Regions from separate parts of the Zea mays genome. Here all the other regions are linked to region 2. The links are chromatin contacts, called in public Hi-C maps. All regions are on one chromosome and are shown on one strand. The core of a region is the stretch at or near the end of the contact, and the rest is flanking DNA. Distances in the headings are between cores, read along the strand shown.

Evidence for each region. Hi-C and Micro-C count contacts between places; a contact is called where the count stands out from the background.
Region 1: a contact with region 2 is called in a Hi-C map of tassel, with 2.4 times the contacts expected there. The contact joins the promoter of LOC103626062 here to the promoter of LOC100274298 in region 2. A contact is called at or near these places in 4 of 25 Hi-C or Micro-C datasets (bundle sheath, ear, leaf and 1 more).
Region 3: a Hi-C map of ear shows a contact between it and region 2, with 2.8 times the contacts expected there. The contact joins the promoter of LOC100283762 here to the promoter of LOC100274298 in region 2. A contact is called at or near these places in 2 of 25 Hi-C or Micro-C datasets (ear and tassel).

What each region holds. Positions count from the first base shown.
Region 1 is chr5:19,976,513-19,979,212 of Zm-B73-REFERENCE-NAM-5.0, forward strand. It overlaps LOC103626062 (protein DEK), which reads left to right and starts at 1,265. Exons shown (of 12, transcript XM_008646442.2): 1 at 1,265-1,676; 2 at 2,441-2,700. The coding sequence starts at 2,495.
Region 2 is chr5:19,691,820-19,694,618 of Zm-B73-REFERENCE-NAM-5.0, forward strand. LOC100274298 (UDP-arabinopyranose mutase 3) reads left to right here and starts at 1,451. Exons shown (of 4, transcript NM_001148662.1): 1 at 1,451-1,905. The coding sequence starts at 1,564.
Region 3 is chr5:20,052,444-20,055,317 of Zm-B73-REFERENCE-NAM-5.0, forward strand. LOC100283762 (60S ribosomal protein L24) reads left to right here and starts at 1,281. Exons shown (of 6, transcript NM_001156661.1): 1 at 1,281-1,671; 2 at 2,319-2,360; 3 at 2,523-2,598; 4 at 2,685-2,786. The coding sequence starts at 2,350.

The DNA.
Region 1 (2,700 bases), core at 15-2,514, 280 kb after region 2:
GTTGTTCGCCTGCAGGCTACAGAGTAGGGCGCCACTCCCTACCCTGACGGCCCTCAGTCCTTGATATGCCCGCATGGCCTCTCTCCTTCAAGTGGACGCGTCGTCGATAGAGGTTGAGCCATGATGTGGCTGTGCCGCCTCTCGATTTGGCCAGCGATGAACTCCTGCGGGCCTTGGAGCCCCCTCGGCGAACGTAAGCGAGGTGGACGCGCCCGGATGGTGAGAGAATGTGTGGTGCGTACCCGAGGACGAAGACATCGGTGCCGAGGCAGAGTAAAGATATAGATTTTAACCGTTGTCGTCGTCTAGTTTTATTATTTAATATTTTTAAAGATATTTTATTTATATAATAAATTTTGTGACACTTATTTCTACACAGAGTTATTATACATGTGAAATTTGATTCTGGCATACATAATTACATATGTAATACATCTGGATGTATCGTTAAATCCGGGCGCCACGTTTTGTTTTGTTCTGTTCTCAACCACCTACTACAGCTGTCCGCATTAGGTATTTAGGGGCAAGGATTAAGGACTCAAAGTAGAATAGTGAAGTGAAGCGACAGCCGACAGTAGAAGATTTTAGCACTTCCCCTCAACTCGATTTAGAGGGTGTTTGGTTAGAGGGACTAAAGATTAGTCTGTAGTTTTTATTCTCATTTAGTCCTTTTTTTGCCAAACACTAGGACTAAAATATGAACTAAAATGATTTAGTCTTTAGTCCTTCACATATGTGCTAAAAGGGACTAAATCATATTAATTCCACATTTACCCCTCATTTAGTTCAATTGTACTAATAGCAGGAGAATGTTAAATGCTATTTTAGTCTTCTTATGAGTCATTTAGTATATTCTTACTATTTTAGCCCCTAGAACCAAACATGTTATGGACTAAACTTTAGTCCCCTAGCTAAACTTTAGTCCCTAGACTAAGAGAGTGTTTGGTTTCTAGGGACTAATTTTTAGTCCCTACATTTTATTATATTTTAGTTCTAAAATTACTAAATATAGAAACAAAAACTTTATTATAGTTTCTATATTTGATAATTTATAGACTAAAATAAAATAAAATAATGAGACATTAGTCCCTATAAACCAAACACCCCCTAAAGAAACCAAACATAACCTTACTTTCCCATGCGGCCAGCAGTAGCACCGCGCCCTCTTGTTTCAACGGCAGCCAAGTACGGACCGGAATTCGGAGCCCGAAAGCGACGCCCCTGCCCCCAGTCCCTGTTCAGCGGCTGCGGCCCACGGCCCACGGGCCCGTACCAGCAGCGCAACGCTCCTGCCTGCAGCCCTCTGCACACGCCCGAAGCGTCCGCGAACGGCAAAGGACGTGGCGAGGCCCACAGCCAGCGTCCCGTGCGCGGGGGCCTCACCAGGCAGCGTCCCACGTGATGGCGGGGCCCGCGCCTCCCGCGCGCGGGCGATTGGACTCCGTGCTGGGGTCCGATCCGATCCCGACCCGGCGCCGCAACCGCTGCTGCTGACAAAAAATCACCAGAAATAAAATAAATAAAAATCCCACAGAAGAAAAAAAACACCCCGAAAATTCTCCCTCGCTCTCTCTCAGTCTCTCTCTCCGTGAGGGAGGAAGTTGGGCTTCGTTCTCGAGTACTCTTCGTTCTCAGGCGGCCCCCGGCTGCTTCTGCTGGTCGCCGCCCAGCTCCAGGTACGCGCGAGGGCCGAAAAAAACCTCGTCTCCCTTTCCTCTAGCTAGCCTGCTCGAGATTGTTCGTACTTTTGCTCCGGGCCGGGTTGCTGTCGTCGTCGAGCTGGCTTGCACTGCACCGCGTGCGAGCGGCAGAGGAAGCTCAGTTTGGGGTTTCTAGGGTTTTGGGACGAGCACAGGGAAGGCGTCGCTCTTCTGCTCGGGTAGAGTATAGCTGCGCGGCGCTGTTCTCTGAGTTCAGGGGACGGCTTCTGGGCTGCGGCAGAGCTGTGTGCCGCCCAAATCCGGCAAATTCGGTCCGAGTTGCTTAGGGTTTGGATGCGGAAGCCGGGGTCCCTGGCGCCGTGCTCTGCGGTTCCTTGGTCCGTGTCCTGCGATTGTGTGGTTCCCTCTGCAACTGCCTGCAGGCTTCGCTGAAATTTGGGGTTCCTGCAACGAGTTGGGCTTACCTGTCAATTAGCCCTTTGGGCTAATGCCTGCAATTTGATCTCCTCCGCCGTTGTCTTCGTCAGAGCTTACTTGTTGGAGGCCCTTTAGCATTCCTTTTACTCTAGCTAAGACTATGATGCGGTGTTTTTATTCTTCCATTTTGCCTTCTTGCTTTCTACTTGACACCATTGTACCTCAAAGTTCAAATCTTCCTAACAATACCCACATAGCACGCACCGCAGCATGCCACTGTTTCCTTTCTTTTGTCAGTTTTTTTATTCCCCACTGGGTCCTGTATCTCAGGTTTCCTCACTAGGGTTACCATTTTAACACAGTTATTAGAGAAATAAGGGCCAGCCTGGTTGCCCGAGGCTGACCCAGCACCTGCGATGGAGGAGAAGGCTGTCACAAATGGAGCGGCAGCTGCTGATGTTGCTGCTCCTGATAATAAGGATAACACCAAGGAAGAGGTTAGCAAGAGCAAGGAGCCAGTAGCGAATAAGGATGCTGAAGAGCAGAACAAAGGCTCGGAAAATGGTGCTGAGGGCCATTCAGGTGGAGATGTCAATATGGCAGAGGCTGAGATCACTGAGGA
Region 2 (2,799 bases), core at 201-2,700:
CGGAAAAACCGTCCTTTCCTTATTTTCAGAACTAACGCCTGGTACGGGTGCCTCTCGGTTTGGAGCTGCTCCGCTGGTCTTTTTTCTCCGCTTGCGTGCTCTCTCCCCATATGTATCTAGTGGTATACTACCTATGTCGTCTCTAGATGTCCATGTCTTCGTTGTGTCCTTCTCCGGCAACGGACAGGTATGTCCGCCTCTTCCCTTCCCTTCCTGCTCTACGAACCCATGGAAGTGGGGGAAGCGAGGGACGGGGCTCCCTGATTTGCTACCTATGGTACCCGTTTGATGGCTCGACATCGCCTGTCTACATGGACTTTCTATTACCACAGTGTCGACTCGGTATACTTCTACCACTTCTATGTAGCTGTCACCCATCCTTCTGTCATTGCAATTTTTTTGTGTTGTTTCTCTGTTGTTTTGGGTGTTAGTTTTTTGTTGTGCTAAGAATTGAACATAATTTGGGTGTGTTAATACTTTATTTATTGTCTGCACATGGTTTGTGTTCTTATGATGATGGCTCATGGATCCTGCAAAATATGTGTTACGATTTGGAGATCCATGCAGTCACTACCACAGAGTGCTCGTCCCTTGTATTCTTGTCTCTTACATGAGTCGTTTCTGAGACCATATTGGTGTAATGGACTCCATGGTGTTTGAGATTACTGAATTGGATGGAGTAGCAATGTTTTGTCACATTAATAGTAAAAGGAAAGGTTATTTATTGGTTTTAAACGTTAGTAATTGCTACGAAGTATCATAATTTATATGGAGCACATACAGTTTTTATTGATGCCTAACTTTAGCAAACACTCCATATTTTAATCTATCCTTTTTATAAGTTTGATTTCATGTGACTTATTTTAGAAACTTGAACTCGCAAATTCCTCTTTTTTGGTATATGTATGGTTGAATTATGTCATTCTATAATATCTGTTCTTTCAATCAGTCGTTGTGAACTCTTTTCTAATCGCTCTCTTCATTGATCGTATTGTACCAAGACATATTGGATGGAGTAAACAACAACATCAGTTAGTCAAATAAAAAAATTATACGGAGAGCGGAGACAATCAATAAAAAATCTTGAGATATTTTTGATAGATAATTTACGTGAATATTGTTATAAGTCGTCGCAATGCACGAGTAACCGACTAGTGTAATCTTCAAAATGCACCTCCACGCATCGACATGTCTACTCACATATCCAATCCAAGCCTCTTTTGGATACGTTAGAAAATTCAACATACAAACATATTTATGACGTAGAAAAGAAAACTCGCAAAGCTACCAGACGAAAACTAAAATGAAAAAAAAGGCAAAGCGAAGACTAGTATAGAGATTGATGGGTGGGGGCAGTCGGGCAGAGGAAAAAATTAAAAGAGGGAGGGGAGGGCCATTCGCCTCTCCTATATAACGACCACTTCCTCCCACCGCTTCTTCCCACGCCTCCCAACCTCCTCTGCTTCCGAGATCTCTCCCCACCTCCCGGTCCGCTAGCAGATAGCGGGGGCCAGAGAGATCGAGATCCGGAGGCGCTAGCGCCACCCATCAGCGTCTGCGGCAATGGCGGGCACGGTGACGGTCCCGGGGTCGTCGAAACCCTCCACGCCGCTGCTCAAGGACGAGCTCGACATCGTGATCCCGACGATCCGCAACCTCGACTTCCTCGAGATGTGGAGGCCCTTCTTCCAGCCCTACCACCTCATCATCGTGCAGGACGGCGACCCGACCAAGACCATCAAGGTCCCCGAGGGCTTCGACTACGAGCTCTACAACCGCAACGACATCAACCGCATCCTCGGGCCCAAGGCCTCCTGCATATCCTTCAAGGACTCCGCCTGCCGCTGCTTCGGCTACATGGTCTCCAAGAAGAAGTACATCTACACCATCGACGACGACTGCTTCGTATGCCTTCTTCTCTCTTTTGTCTCTCTCGTTTCGTTATTCCTCCAATACCTCCATTCCGCGTGGATCCGAACGAAAGGCGGGGTCTTGACACCCGATCTTTCATTCGTCCATTCCGCGTGGATCCGAAGGGAAGGCGGGGTCTTGACACCGGATCTGGGTCAAATTCGATCGAGTTGGCCCAGATCCGCCCGGACCAGATCTGGATCTAGCCGTGCGCGGTCAAACGCGTTGACCCGTATGAGTTTTGGGGGTAATACTCAACCATTACGGATCTCGGTCCGTAGCAGCTGGTTGTGCTCAGTAGCTCTAGTGCCGTCGTTCCGACAGGAAACAGGGGCGGCTGCCAGCTAGCTCGGGGTTGCTAGATGTCTGCCACCTCGTACTGGTAGTAGTTAGTGCCTTGTCGTTACAAGGGTCCTTTTCATTTTGGTCTGGTGTCCTTGTTTATGTGATCCCGTCGCGGATCAAAAGCTTGGCACATCCAGTTTGTCATTTACTTGTTAACCAAAACGTGCCAGAATGCTCCAATGTCATTGGATCTGGACTGCTTCAGATCAGATCCGAGCAGTGACAAACTTCTGTAATCCAGACACCGCTGTTCGTTTTTTTTTCACCTTTCACCAGTGCCAGCTATTCATAATTCACATTTTTGTTCAATTTTTACCTCCATCCTGCAAGACCCACATCACTACATTCATAATTCTGATGATGGAACTAGCAACATCGTCGTCAGTAGTAACATTGGAAGCAGTATCCAGCAGTCCGATGGATCTCTCTGATTTTTTTGTCACCTGAGCTAGCAGCACTGTATCTGTCAGAAACATTAGCATTAATATCAAGCAATGCAATCGAACTATGAATTTTACCATCTGAGCGAGCAGAAGCTGTGAT
Region 3 (2,874 bases), core at 31-2,530, 360 kb after region 2:
TGTACTAAGTGTAGAAACATACCTTCTCTTTGATTTGCACTTCTCTCTTCAATTAGCACATAAGACATTATTTAAATGTGTTGAGCACTTAATCACCAAAACATAATAGAAATTGCCCAAGGGCACATTTCCCTTTCACACACATCACAACATCCTTTTTTCACAGCTTAGAGCCCACGAAAACTTTTTTCACGGTCACCGTCCAACCAAAAAGACCCTAAACAGCTAAATACGGAAACTAAAACTTTACTTCAGTTTCGGTATTTGGTAATTTAGGAATTAAAATGAAACAAAATGGATGATATATTTTTTCTAGAGCTAAATATACTTCTTTTGTAAATTTTCTATATGTTTGGATATTTTCTAAAGCTAAATCTATTTCTTGAAAACTTATGAGATGTTTTCATGAGTTCTAAATATTTTATTGAATAAAATACACGCGGTTTATCCTCCCTGCCCCTAAACTCCTAAAGTGCATGTCTAGGTCTGTAAACTCGTGAAGTCGTATCGTCTCGGCCTCTAAACTTTCAACATTCTAAACCCATGTAGTTGTATCGTCTCGGTTCCTAAACTTTCAACATACACATTCTGGTCTCTATACTTCTATGGTTGTGTCAGCTAAGTCCATAAAATTCTTTTTAGTGTTATCACATGTTCAAATAGTTTTGACCCACTCTACGTGCATTTTCGGAGTTTTAGGGATCCAGATGATACAACCATAGAAGTACATGGATCAGAATGTGGATGTTGAAAGTTTAGGAACCTAAACTATACAACTTCATAAGTTTAGGGATCTATATATGCACTTTGAAAGTTTTGTGACCATAATGATACACTACTAAAAGTTTAGGGACTACCAGTGTATTTTACTCTATTTTATTTTAGCTAGGATTATCTCAATTTATCTCTTAATTTTTTTTAATTTTTTTGAATCTATAATTTTTTTGCGGGTTAAAATTACGAGGATGATAATTTAAATATTTTTTGAGTTTTGGACAATAGTTCATGAAGGTAGAATGACTTATTCCTATTGTAAAAAAAATCATGGGTTAATTGTTATGCATAAAGCCCACGATGGGATTTTAGGCCCAAAAGCGGCCACTTCGCAGCTTATCCGAACCCAGTCAGCCAGCCCACGCATGAGCTATATAAGACGGCCATATAAGAAACCCTAGCGGAGCCACCAGCACACTCGTCTTTTTCCTCTACGGCCGCCACCATCGCCTCGCGGCCGCCTGCCGCTCCGCTCGAAAGGTGTGGCAACCGTCGAAATTTTCTTCACTTCGTTTCTGCCTTTGACCAGCTCTTGCGCTCGGCTTATCTCGTGCGGTTGTTGCTAGAACCGTCCCTAATTCCATTCCCGTGATCTGGTTTAGTCATTTCATGGTTTTATTTGTTGCATCTGTGGTGAATCTGTGGTCACTTAGATCAACATAGGAAGATGTACGCCCAGTTGAGTTTTGAGTTGGCTGTTGGTGTTTCCCTAACTAGGGATTGAGGGTCTGAAGCTCTATACCTGTTGCAATCGCGTAGTTGTGCGTGCTAGATGTATCAGAGAATCCCTTTGAGTAGAAAGCACACGCACACAGCTGCCACGGTATTGGCATTCGTAGGTATCTGTTTCACTGATGTGCTACATGCACGAGGATAGCACCTGATATTTGTGCGCTTGTAAGTTTACTTGGTTGCTTAATTGCTTATTTTTTAGATTTTGTACTTGCATGGTTACATTGTCATCTTTTTTATTGCACATGTTGTCATTGTCTTGCAAGCAGATAGTCATCAGGAGGTATATGTCCAGTTGACTTGAGTTGGCTATGCATGTTTTGATTTCGGTGTCAAGGCACATGTACTGTGGTGATATAGCTGTTTCAATAGCGTAGTTGCCAAACTTTTTGTGTGTGCTATATGGACCAGGGAACCCGCTTTGCAGCAGATATTTGTTCTGTGTTTCTGCTGCCAGTAGTCACCCGACAGTTAAATCCTTTTGAGTTCTGAATTCTATTGGCCCTTTAGGTGTTTGTGGCATGCTTTCGAATTGGAAGCCCATGCACTTTGTTGCAATGCCTTTGGTATTGCATAGATTCCTATTTCATTGATGTGCAAGATGCACCAGTATATAACCCTTGCAGCAAGAATTTATTTTTGGCTGTGTTTCTGCTGCCTGTCAAATCCTGGTTTTTGTGTGGATGCAAACTTGCCATGTTGATTAATACATTGTTACTGATTTTCCAGGTTTTGTATTTGCATAGCTGCATTGTCAAATGTACATATGAATTCTTCTGATTTTCTTTATTTGGTTTGTGTGAATTACACAGTTTTTAGTGAAGATTTTTTGAAGCCGAGAAGATGGTGCTGAAGTAAGTTTCTATTTCTTTTCTTTCATTTAAATATGTTAAAATATCTGGCTAGACCATGCCTTTTTTTCTCGGCATGACTAGCATATTTTCTGTGATTGGTTAATGTTATTAGAAACAGTTACACATCTTGAAATTATTCTAAGTACGATCATCTCCTTGCAGGACGGAACTCTGCCGCTTCAGTGGCCAGAAGATCTATCCTGGGAAAGGCATCCGGTTTATTCGTGCTGATTCTCAGGTTACTTGCTGTTACATTTTTTGTAATAGGTTTGTAAGCTTTATATAGCATGATCTTATGGCAAGGAAATACATCTGTTTTTGTAGGTTTTCCTTTTTGCCAACTCGAAATGCAAGCGCTACTTCCACAACCGCCTGAAGCCTGCAAAGCTTACCTGGACAGCAATGTACAGGAAGCAGCACAAGAAGGTATGTGATATTACCTAGCCAACTTTCTTAAGGATGTCATCCATTCATTTCTCTTATAGTTTCCATGCCTTTTGGTTATAGAATAGCT